Linked DNA regions of Sus scrofa: all the other regions are linked to region 1. Evidence: chromatin contacts called from public HiChIP or PLAC-seq data. All regions are on one chromosome and are shown on one strand. The core of a region is the stretch at or near the end of the contact, and the rest is flanking DNA. Distances in the headings are between cores, read along the strand shown.

Region 1 (3,826 bases), core at 734-3,233:
CACTCCCAAGGCCATGTGAATGAGACAAAAAATACAGCCTTTGCCAGGCTGAGGCTATGGGACACCAGCACAGGCAGGAACACCCAGCCTCCTGGCCTGACTTGATTCCCTCTGCTAAGCCTCTCCTCTAGGCAGCACTATGACCTGCAGAAGGGGGAAAAGGACAGAAAGAGCCCCATGAACCACACAAACTTTGGACATAAGTAGACCTGGGTTTTTCCCCTGGCTTCTCCACCCCCTTGCCGTGTGACTTTGGGCTAGCTACCAGCCTCTCTGAGCCCCTGTCTCACGTTAAAATGGAACATGGGATAATACCTGCCCCTTGGGGTTGTCGTAAGACACAAACACAATGTCAGTCAAGGTCTGAACATGGTCTGACATAAGTATTTGGTAAATGTTTAGAAATGAAACCTGAACTTCAGCTCTTACCATTCCCAACCCTAGCCCCAGGCTTCATCCAGAGCCGTTTACTAACTGCCGCAGGAGAATCTGTCCTCTCCCCACACTGTGCCTCGTGCTCACTCCATCTCTACCCAGAGCTCCACCACTGCCTTCCGTCTCTCCTCACCTTCCACAAATGTCAGGGCAGCCTTCAGCCCTCCTTGACTTCCAGCCCTAGGCGATCTCTCGCCCGCTCCTCTGAAAGGCGCCAGCATTTGAGGTCCAATCACTCGTTAACATTTACTGCCTTGTATTGGGGTTGAATTTTGGAGTGCATGTCTCGTCTTGCCAGCCTTACCTTAGGCTCTGCAAGGGTGTGGCTCATGCCTTTTCCTCCTTCTATCCCCTCAGCTCTCAACCCAGTGAACACTCACCTCTGGGAAACTTGCTCAACTAGGAAACCAAACCAATTACCCAGAGCCCTCTAACGAATTTCTTTTTTGGAATCCTTTTTGAACCTACATGCCTGTCACTCCTCTTTCAAAGCACGTTGACCATGGTGCCTTCCTGTGATGTCATCAGGGGCTCAGTTAGCTGTGCATGGATGGTATCCAGCTGAGGTCTGGTGGCACAGATCGCTTGGCTGAACTTGGCCTTGATGAGTCATGGGGGAAAGGGGTTGGAGGGAAAGGTGAGAGGGGACTTCATTTAGGAGCAATTCATTACTCCGACCAAGGAAAATAATTTTATAAACATCTTATGGGTGATAAGTCCACACGACTCTTTGAAATCTGGGAGTACAGCAAATTTATCTTCTGAAAGAGGACTATTGCAATGTAAGCCAACACTGTTATTTCAAATATGAGAATGCCTGGTTTTTTTAAGCAGATATGTTGGACTTGCTGCCTGTGCATGTGCATAATTTGCAGGCTGCCTCTAATGGATCAAGAAAAGGAACAGGGCAACAATAGGGCTGAGCTGGTAGCTTTGCGATGGGTGTCCCCCTGGACAGGAGGCCCTAGCTTTCTCCAAGCAAGCTAGAAGGGCCCCCAAGAGTGTAAGGTCATTCCAGCTGCAGAGTGGGTAGGAAATAGTACAAAAGAAATTCCAGGGCCACCACTATCGCTTTTTAGGTAATTGAAGACTCATCAGGGCTGCTCATTAAAAATATAAATTCCCTGGTTTCTAACCTCACCCCCCGACCCCCCAGTGGTTCAGGAGGTCTATGGCAGGACTCAGGAATCCGCATTTCTACCAAAACGGCAGCACTACTGTCTTCACTCCTACAGTCGCTCTACCTTAGATGTGGCAATAATAAAGCACTAATGAGTTAATCATCTCGCTTAAAATATAGACAGGGCAGTAATTGGAGTATAATTTTGGACCAGAGACCCTCCCATCCCAGAGATGTGGGTGGCTGGCTTGGCCAAGGGAGCTCACACCAAAGGGTTTGGTGTGGGGGAGGGTTCGGGGCAGGGCCTGGAAGTGCTCCCCAACCGTGGACAAGAGAAGTATGTTGGCCACCAGCTGTTCTGGGAGAGTGACTCATCAGCCTATGTGGCAGTAACCGCGGCTGGTGGAATGAGTCCCTGGACCGTGGGGGGCGACGGGGGAGGTGACGGCTGTGGCTGGAGAGAGCAGTGCATTCCAGAGGAGAACCAGACCTCCTGCAAGGATGCCAATCTGTGCTGTCAGTCACTTTGGCAGTGATGAAGGAGGCAGAGGGAGGGACAAATGAGCGGTCTCAGCAAGACGGCAGAGGCACCATTTAGTCACTGGCATTAAAGCCCTGTGTCCACTATCCCCCGGACTCGGCCTGCCTCCTCCTCTTCCCCACCCTTCAATCTGGTCCCCTCCAGGCTTTAATGTCTTCCAGGCACCCACTCCCTTCGTGTCCCTGCTGTTACAGACATCATTCCCTGTCTGCATATTCCCCCCACGATGCCCTGAGCTCAAGACTCATCACCATCCTTCCGACAGCCACTGATGTGTTCTCTCCAAAAATGAAAATCCAAGCTTGTTGTTCGCTTGCGTAAAAGCCTCAGTGGACCTTGACCATCACTGTGCATCAGAATCACCCAGGGGCTTGTTATAAAACACAACACAGGGCCCCAGCTGGAATGTCCTTCCGTCTTCCACATTTTCCTCCTTTGCCCACTGAACTCCTGACCCTGTAGAATCTGTGATGCCTTCTCCATCCCCTCGCCCTCATCTTCACTCCACCTCCCCCACCGCCATCCCCGCGATCCTCAGCAACACACACCGAGTGCTTGCGCTGGTACATCCCATTGACAACCACAGGGGAAAAAAAAATATCCATGATGTGGGTCTCATTATTCTTCCCACCTTACAGAGATGTTGAAACCAGGGCTTGGGTAGGTTTAGAAACTTGCCCCCGTCACACAGCTAGAAAACGATGAAGCCAGGATTCAATCGTAGCAGCCTGTACCCAGCACCTGGGCTCTTAACTCCTGCAAGTACCAACTCGTCCAGATGGAATTAAGTCTTTCTTCCTCCGTGCTCTCAGAACACTCTTCTTGTCACTTCCAGATGAAAACCCACATCCAACAGGACGTAAGGTCTTGCTTCCCAGATTGAGTTCCTCAAGGGTGGGTCCTCACCTTGGTGTCCTAAGCCCAGCCCATAGAGGGAACTCCATGTGGGGTGAATGCACAACTGAATATTTCCACTAGAGTGTTGGCAAATGTAAAGTAAAACTCTTGCTGGGCCATGAGAAATGAGAACTATTTCAGAAGATCACTCAAGTTCCTTGTAATATACCAAGTCAACACGCAGGTACCATTTTACATCGGAGATTCATAGCTATCACTCTATTTCAGGAGAAACCCTAAGAAATATGAAAATTCAAAAAACGTGATTGCCATTAACTTACCATTTTGCCCATTTCCATCTTGGCTCCCCTGATTATATCTTTTAAACGTGTTCACAGTGAGTGGAGGTTTCCCCTGGAATAGCACAAAGGCAGAGGTGTCTGCACAGTAGCTTTTTTGTTTGTTTGTTTGTTTTTGCTTTTTAGGGCTGTACCCACAGCATATGGAGGTTCCCAGGCTAGGGCTCAAATCGGAGCTGCAGTCACCAGCCTATGCCAGACACAGCAACATGGGATCCAAGCCACGTCTGCAACCTACACCACAGCTCACAGCAACTCCAGATCCTTAACCCACTGAGCGAGGCCAGGGATCAAATCCCAAAACCTCATGGTTCCTGGCTGGATTCATTTCCGCTGCGCCATGACGGGAACTCTTGCACGGTAGTTTTACAAGAAACTTTGGTTCAGTCTTTTCTGCTGGTCTAGAAAAATACCCTTGGGAAGTCACCATTTTAAACCAAAAAAAAAAAAAAAAATTATAGATGCATGCAAATTAGAGTGAAATTTCATGTGTGTTTGGAACCAAGGCCAAAACAATGTTTTCTGTAAATAAGC
Region 2 (4,120 bases), core at 526-3,025, 86 kb before region 1:
TATTTCACCGGCAAGGGAATGAGGCTTAGTGAGATAGTGATTTGCCCAAGATCTTCTAATCAGCAGGTGGCATAGCCATGATTCTAACCCAAAGTTCATGGTCTGAGCCACTTTGCTTTGCCGCACTAGCCAGCCCTTGACATATTTTGGGGCATGAAGGATACTGAACATGCCTCAGCACCAGGTGGTCTGGAGTCTAACTTTGACCCAGACCCTTTCTTTCTAACAGGGGCCTCCTGCAAGCCTGCCTGGTGTCAGCCTGGGAGCCTGATACACCTGACCCTTTCTAGCAATCTCAGGTATGATCTTCATTCGCTGAGCTTAAATGTCCTCATTTACAAAAGGAGAGTAAGTCACTTCACCAGCTTGTTGTGCAGATGAGATGAGAGTGTATAGATTATCTAGCTCCCTGCCTGCACATGGTAGGTGCTCAAGTGCAAATGTCCTCCCTTTGCCATCCTGCTCTCATGTGGGTGAAAACATCAGTTCACTACAGCTGGAGCTTGGAGCTCCCAACTCCTTATAGAGTGAATTTTCCTGTATGCCACCTGTATTAGTCTGCTAGGGTGGCACAGATTGAATGGCTTAAGCAACAGAAATGCATTTCTGAGTTCTGAAGGCTGGAAGTCCAAGATAAAGAGGTCATCGTGTTTAGTTGCTCCTGAGAACTCTCTCTCCTTGGCTCGTAGGTGGCCTCCTTCTCACTGTGTCCTCACATGGTCTTTCTTCCTGTGTATGTCCCGAGCATCTCTTTGTGTTTTCAAATTTCATCTTTTTATAAAGACAACCGTCAGATTAGATTAAGGTCCATACGAATGGCCTCATTTTAACTTAGTCACCTTTTTAAAGCTCTATCTCTAAATACAGTCACATTCTGAGATATCAGGAATTAGGGCTTCAACATAGGAATTTTGGGAGGGACACAATTCAACCCATAATACCAGTTTAGGCCTCAGATGCCTTAGGACTGCCCTTCATAGATTTACAATTGAGATTTATGCACAGGACTTTTCTGCCTGGCTGTCCCTCCACATTTTCTGATGGTTTGACATGATTTCTTTAGGATTATGCCAAAAGGCCAGTGGAACCGAACAGAAATTAAATTAAAGGCAAGTAGTTCACTCAAGTTCTTTGAAGTTATGTTTGTCCAATGGTTATAGAAAGCCAACCAGAAAAAGTATCAGGTCCAAAGAAATCACTTCATATTCTTAGTCTGTAAAGGGCACCTCCAACCCCTTCTGCTACTACAACACACACACACACACACACACACACACACCTTACTAGAAAAACACTCTGGGAGCACTGAGGCATTTTGAAGCATTTGTCAAACAACATTATATGTATATGCGTATATGTATACAGGTAATGATGTCACAACAGCCACTGCTCTTGATTCCAGGGACTCTCACATTCTTTAATTCAGCTTCTATTTGTTTCCGTTTCTCTGTAGGTGGGTTATTCCTGTTCATGTCATGGATACTATTAATTCTGTCCCTCTGCTTAATGTGCCTTAGGATTTTTTTTTTCTTCCCTCACAACATAAGGAGTCAGGCTCTGGTTGGGTTGGTCAGCATCTAACATGAACACCACTATTGGTAAGAGTTTTCAGTCCAGAATTTCTTCAGAGGCCTCAAGTCTTCCTGATACTGAATCTACTTCTGGTTGCCTATGGCTGAGGCACTGAGACTGGGTCCAGTCTGGGAGGCTTAGGGAAGTAGGGTCTCATGGTACAAACACAGTGACTGACTTAGAAGGAACAGAAGTGACCAATGTCCTAGGAAGAGGATGTGGGAAGGCTGGTACCAGCCCCGGAGGATCCCTCTGGGGTTCTCAGAGGCCTATGGTGAAGACTCATCATGTCAGCAGAGTAGCCACTGTATTGGCAAATCTCACTTCCTTTTGCTGGTAGCCTGCTCCGAAATAGGCACGATCCATGCGAGAGGGACACACGGATTTTCTGATTCCAAGGTGACTTTTAAAAAACTAGAGAAAACATAGACCTCTGCTTTTATGTCACTTGAAATCATTTCATTAAGGTAAAAACCACATTACTTAAGAGGAAAGTGTGTGCAAAAAGGGCAATTGGATATTTTAGAGGGCAAGGAAAATCTATAGAGAAAAGAAATTTAGAGTCTGAGCAGATGTCCCTGCTCCCCACCCCCCCACCCTTTGTGTGTTTGTGCCTTTTGAACAACATTTCAGATAGAGTACAGACTTCTGGAGTTGAACTTTAACGAAGAGTAAAGGGAGCAGGAAATCAATGGGAATCACTCTTAATGATGTGTCCAAGAATAGTCCAAGAATCCATAAGGGACTCATTCCGTATTGGATTTCTGAAAGTCGGCGGAAAGGACTCAAGCTTGTAACCCAGTGATTGATGTCTGCCATCAGCAGCTGGTCCCTTCCTTTCCTCCCTAGGAAGCTTAGACAAATTTTGCCTCATTCAACAAGCTCTCAATCATATTCATGAAGTCAAGCTTTCAAATGGGGCATGATTACAGCTTTAAGAGCTATTCCAGGTAGAAGCGATTCACATGATGTGAGATGTCGGCAGCGGTTTAATTACTTTAGGGTAAAGAGGCGAACCTTAGTGAGAAGCCAGCTTGGGCATTGCTGCCTATTATGTGCAATAATTAATATGATTAAATGTGCTGCTTTAAAAACCCTTTTATTCCCCTCTCTGTACTGATATTTGTGGCTCGTCTTCCAAAACTCTTGTTTGGGCAAAGTTTCCCTGCTCTTATTTTTCTCTGTAGGGTGGAATATATTCCTGAGAACACCGGTATCTTTACATATTAAAACAAATATTTCCTGGAGTTCCTGTTGTGGCACAGCAGGTTAAGGACCCAATTTTGTCTCTGTGAGGATGCAGGTTCGATCCCTGGCCTCACTCAGTGGGTTAAGGATTTGGTGTTGCTACAACCTGCAGTGTAGATCACAGATCCGTTGTTGCCATGGCTGTGACATCAGCTGCAGCTCTGATTCCACCCCTGGCTCAGGAACTTCCATTTGCCACAGGTGCGGCCATAAAAAGAAAAATTAAAAAATTCTGGAAGTCTTTTGCAGAAGTAAAGCAAAGGAAAGACTTACTTTCGTCATCATTTTCTCCTTTCTTTGCTTATTCGCTTTTGCTGCCTTTCCAGCACTTTGTGTGATGTTACGGTGCTTCACAAATGAATTTAAATTTCCGAGTATTGACACAAAGACTTTAGCCAATAATAATAACCACTCACGTTTAGGTGATGACTTTCTACATGCAAGGAATTGCCGAAAGTGCCCTCCTTGTCTTATTTCATCTCATCGAAATAACTATGTGATTTCCATTTTACAGATACGAATAGAAAAGTTTGTGTGGAGTGGGCATCTTGCCCATGGGTAGGATAACTGGTAAGTCACAGCACAGAACGTGAAATCTAGCCGGTCGGTGACCGGACCGTGGGAGATTTTCTATGCTGACGTCTACTGAAATCTGGTGGTAGGGAAAAGAATTAATCTCTCTCAAAATAACAGTCATTCCTGAAGCGGCTCTCCAGCGACATACATGTGTGGGGGGTTATTATGTACCAGGACTACATTGGTGCCCTGGACATGAGACCCAGCCCCTGCCCTCAAGCAGTCATGACCCCAAGAGGTCATGACAGTAGCGTAAGCCAACCCTGCAGCAAATGTCTTTTGAAGTAACATTCATGTGGTCAGCAGAGGGATTTGATATGTGCCTGAAAATCCAGGTAATTCCAGCCACTCGATTCCTTCCCACGCAGTGTGAAGACAGGCCATGGGGTGTTCCCTTGATGACAGCCTCACTATCCTTAAACATTAGCCTTCACTGACGATATCCCACACTCAGATGAAAAGCCCATGGGTTCTAGAATCACGCAGACCTGTCTTCAGGGTTTTGCTGGGTCCCTTAGTAGCTGTGTGACCAGAAGCGATTTACTCAAATTCTCTGAACTTCTGTTTCCTCACCTATAAAAGCAGATGATAACAGATCTCATCTTCTCTGGTGGTTTTAGACCAGGAGTCCACAAGCTTTCTCTTAAAGAGAGAGACATGGACCATATTTTAGGATTTGCTGCTCTTGCAGCCTCTGTTATAACCGCTTAGCTCTGCCATTGTG
Region 3 (4,234 bases), core at 1,109-3,608, 110 kb before region 1:
TCAAGCCAAGTGAAGCAGTTTGGGAACCACAAACAGGGCACCTGATAATTAGCTGCCATTTTTTTTATGAGTGGGTCTTAGGGTCATCAATTATCATTTTACAGGCTGGGGTCACTATCAGAGACAGCAGGGAGTGGTGGCTGTCTCTCTTCATGGCAGAGCAAGTGCTGCAGTATTAGATCTTGCTGAAAATCGTGACCCTTGCCAGCCCAAGACTTGGTCAACATTTTGCTACTCACATCACACCACACAAATGGTGTGTAATAGCTTAGGGTGGTTTTTTTTTTTTTTTTTTTTTTTTATTCATTTAAATGACTAGTTTTACAGCTCACTCTGAAGCCAGAATTAGATTCTTAAGTGCTGTATGAAAAGAGTTCTAAGGAGAATTAAGTCTAATCTGGCCATTTGATTATCTGCTGGATCTAAGTACATCTCCTCATCTTGTTCTCACCTGAGTGGGATAATTAATTAGCAATTCCACCAAGTGTTTGTGGGAAAGCAAGGTTTGGGGGGGATCCTATGCCAAACAAATGCCCACAATGAAAAAGAAGGGTTCGTCATCTTATAACCCGTCTCTTGGAAAATGTAAACCTTGTTTTAATGTAGCCAAATTTCCTGGGGCAAATAGGAAATGGAGTTGTTAGCAAAGAGTTTAGTTCTTTGGGTCAATCCCAGGGAGTTGGGGGGGGGAGGGGGGAGCCCTCGTGGGCAGAGGGGTGAGTCTTAAACAGGGTTTCTTTGTGCCCTTTCTTTCTGGAGGGAGTCTGCCTGCTCTGATTCTTGATGAGGCCACAGAGTCATTCAGCTCCCATTAAACAGGCCGTTGCTAAAAAGGAGCAAAAACAGATATCACTCAAGCTCGACCAGGGACAGAGAGGCAGGAAAATTGGGGTGGGTCTCAAAGAACTTCAGCCACACCCTCGGTGCCAAATCAGAAAGCGTTTTTCAGCAAGATGCTGTGACTGTGGACGAACGTCAAGAAGGGCCACAGGATCACAGGTCTGGCTTTAAAGGTGGATGACAGGTGTGACCCGACCTGGTGGAACAACCTGCTGAGAACGGGGAGACAGACCAGATGTTAGTGACACAGTCTGATACGGAAGGGCTAGGGTTGGGCAGCTCCAGCCAAATTCTGAGGTTTCTCTTTGCAGGTGTGGTGGTGGGGGGAGGGGGGAGTGTCATGATCAGGCTTTGATGGGACAGGCTCTGAGTCACTTATCTTCTGGAGGTAGGGCCCTGGTGCCCAGGGACAAGGAAGCCGCATCACCCAAATTTCTGGCTGTGAGCATCAGGGTGTTAACTGGTGGTTTTTCCTTTCACACCAATTACGTGTTCACTTGGATGTTTTAATTCGGGAGCCTTTGAAACGTGTACGGTTTTAGCGTCATCAAGATAGCACTTAGCAGCTTAGGTGCTGTAAGAAACTGGCTGTATTTATGTCCAAAAAGCTTTACAGTGCCTTTTAAAACGTTCTCACCAAATCACTGGAGATTGTATCAGCCCTAAGTGTGTCCTCCCCGCAAATGCCTTAGAGTCTCACCGTGAATAATGCGATTCGTGAGCATAACGTGTGGCCGCCTGGCACACCGGGCGCTTCATCAGCCTGACTCCTCAGGTAACTTCCTGGGAGGGACTGGTATAAACATCCTCCAAGCGGCCTCGTCTTGCCCAAGACGTTTCACGGGCAAAGGGGATGCGTCTGAGACTTACCTTAGACGTTAAGTCCTGGGATGAAGCCAAGCTGAAGATTTTAAAATTTTATTTCGCATAGATTTTTTTGTTTGTTTGTGATGGGCTGAGATAAAGGCATCCCTTGAAAGAGGACTCGGGAGTTGACTGAATCCATCTTTCTGGCTGGTCCATCCTTCCGTTCCTCCAGCCACAGAGTTGGTGGCAGTTGGTGGCAGTCAGTGGCAAGTGGGGGGCGGGGGGGAGAAGAGGATCATACTAACTGATCTAACTTCTCTAACCCCCGGGGCTCATGCTGACCTCCCAGCATCCTGGTCCAGGAGAAGGCAAATCCCTATCTCTGTAAAATCCATCCAAAGAGGTGTTACGTACTTAGAGAGGCACTCCAGCCTCTCCCCTACTCTCTAGCACAGAAAGATGTGAACGGGGAAGACGGTGCCTTTCCCGGGGCCAGTTCCCATCGGCAGATGGGACAAGGTCTGGTCAGAGCATGGCTCACCTGGCTTCCATTACAGAGTCTCTCCCCACAGTCCCACCCATCCCCATTTCTTTCTTCTACAAAATTCTGCTCACTTGGTATGTAAGCTCCAAAGCGTAGGCTCCCATTACTGTAGATTTACAGTACAAGCAACCCTAGTAACAACAACAAACGCTTTCAGCCAGCGGTAGCAACATGCAGCACGAAGAGGAAGGTCACGTCCAGGACAGAGAAGTCCAGCTCACCCATGTCTTCCCTTTTGCATAATCTGACACAGATTTGCTGTTATCGGATTCTATCAAAGACCTTTTGGCGAAAGTATAACCTTATGTATTTAGAGCGACGATCGCCAAGCACGCACTCGGAGCTGGGCGCTCCTCGGGGGCCCTCTACCCACGTTTCTTCACTCGATTTTCACACTCTCCCTCTGGGGCCTGCAAGAAGCACGTGTGATTGGTTTTGCCATTTTACAGATGAGCAAAGAGAGGCATAAGGGGCTAGAGGAACTTGCCCAGAGTCTCCATGGCCAATCCATTACAGAGTTAGGTTTTGAACCACATCCCTGAGGATCCAGTTCTGAGGTCACTGTCTTTGTCATTGGTCGATGGGGCCACAGTCTCACAAGGGAATAGTGTCCATTGAGAGTTGCAGAGGAACGTCAAGAACTCAGCAAACAGGGGTTCCCACTCTGCCTCAGTGGGGTCAGCAGTGTCTTGGGAGTGCTGGGACACAGGTTTGATCCCCCGCCCCCATGCAGTGGGTTAAAGATCCAGATCCAGATCACATGTTGCGGGTTAGGTTGCCACAGTGGCTTGGATCTAATCCCTGGCCTGGGAACTCCACATGTTGTGGGGCGGCCAAAAGACAAAAAACAAAAAACAAAACCCTCAGCAAATAGAGGAAGTGGATGCTGAGCATGACTTTTGAAACTCTGATTTTTGTTGTATTGGTTCTTTTTTTCCCACCTCCAACTGAGATGTCTTAATGAGCCCAGCTATTTAATTTTGCCCAGTGCAAAATGAACATGTGAGCTCCTTGTTCAAAAATTATTAAAGATTTCAAAAGGGTGACCATGAACCTGGCTGATCATCTAGCCCTGATTGCAGTTGGTTATTTCTAGCATTCTGTCTCTAGAACTCTCTAAACTCCATCTGGGAGGCTTTCCAGAAGGGCAGCTCCAGGAAGGAGACACCTAGATGGAGATCAAGGTATTGCTGTGTGGGATTTTCATGTGGCCCAAGTCAAGGAAGTTTGATCACGTGGCCATAATCACACTGGCAGCCAAGTGATGCCATAGCATTTGATTGATTGATTGATTGATTGATTTTCTTTTTAGGGCCACAACCGAGGCATACGGACGTTCCCAGGCTAGGGGTTGAATCAGAGCTGTAGCCACCAGCCTACACCACAGCCACAGCAACACAGGATCCGAGCCATGTCTGCGACCTACATCACAGCTCAGGGCAACACTGGATCCCCAACGCACTGAGCGATGCCGGGGACTGAACCTGCACCCTCATGGAGCCTAGTCGGGCTCGTTAACTGCTGAGCCACTAAGGGAACTCCCACCACACACATTTTAAACCTAAACAGTTAATATAGGTTTTTTTTTTTTTTTTTTGTCTTTTGTCTTTTGTTGTTGTTGTTGCTATTTCTTGGGCCACTCCCGCGGCATATGGAGGTTCCCAGGCTAGGGGTTGAATCGGAGCTGCAGCCACCGGCCTACGCCAGAGCCACAGCAACGCAGGATCTGAGCCACGTCTGCAACCTACACCACAGCTCACGGCAACGCCGGATCGTTAACCCACTGAGCAAGGGCAGGGACCGAACCCGCAACCTCATGGTTCCTAGTCAGATTCGTTAACCACTGCGCCACGACGGGAACTCCCTAATATAGGTTTTATTTGTTCTAAGTCAATTGTTGACAACAGCTAGGTCAATGGATTCTTCTAATGAAATGGTCCAACCTAAAGTCTTCTCACACAGCTAACAAACAACAAACAAACAAAAACCCACCACATCCATTTATTTAATTTCTTTCACGAAAAATAGCTGGGCTTGCATGGC

Evidence for each region. HiChIP or PLAC-seq counts read pairs in DNA pulled down with a chosen protein or histone mark.
Region 2: an H3K27ac HiChIP or PLAC-seq map of alveolar macrophages shows a contact between it and region 1. The contact joins two enhancer-like sites. A contact is called at or near these places in 2 of 47 Hi-C or Micro-C datasets (embryonic fibroblasts and fibroblasts) and 1 of 2 datasets of contacts at active chromatin or transcription factors (alveolar macrophages).
Region 3: an H3K27ac HiChIP or PLAC-seq map of alveolar macrophages shows a contact between it and region 1. The contact joins two enhancer-like sites. A contact is called at or near these places in 3 of 47 Hi-C or Micro-C datasets (embryonic fibroblasts, fibroblasts and skeletal muscle) and 1 of 2 datasets of contacts at active chromatin or transcription factors (alveolar macrophages).

Annotation. Positions count from the first base shown.
Region 1 is chr8:29,758,343-29,762,168 of Sscrofa11.1, reverse strand. LOC106504622 (a long non-coding RNA gene) reads right to left here. Exons shown (of 3, transcript XR_002346602.1): 2 at 3,275-3,347. Among named protein-coding and RNA genes, the nearest start is that of MIR9840, 210 kb to the right of the region's middle. Within about 2 kb of position 1,983, at least 17 of the 83 cell types and tissues checked have an H3K27ac peak or open chromatin away from gene starts, as enhancers often do. A contact at or near this core is called in alveolar macrophages, where this site is marked.
Region 2 is chr8:29,843,831-29,847,950 of Sscrofa11.1, reverse strand. All of the region lies in intron 2 of LOC100510918 (a long non-coding RNA gene), which reads left to right. Among named protein-coding and RNA genes, the nearest start is that of KLF3, 180 kb to the left of the region's middle. Within about 2 kb of position 1,775, at least 2 of the 83 cell types and tissues checked have an H3K27ac peak or open chromatin away from gene starts, as enhancers often do. A contact at or near this core is called in alveolar macrophages, where this site is marked.
Region 3 is chr8:29,863,780-29,868,013 of Sscrofa11.1, reverse strand. The region is part of intron 2 of LOC100510918 (a long non-coding RNA gene); the gene reads left to right. Among named protein-coding and RNA genes, the nearest start is that of KLF3, 160 kb to the left of the region's middle. Within about 2 kb of position 2,358, at least 3 of the 83 cell types and tissues checked have an H3K27ac peak or open chromatin away from gene starts, as enhancers often do. A contact at or near this core is called in alveolar macrophages, where this site is marked.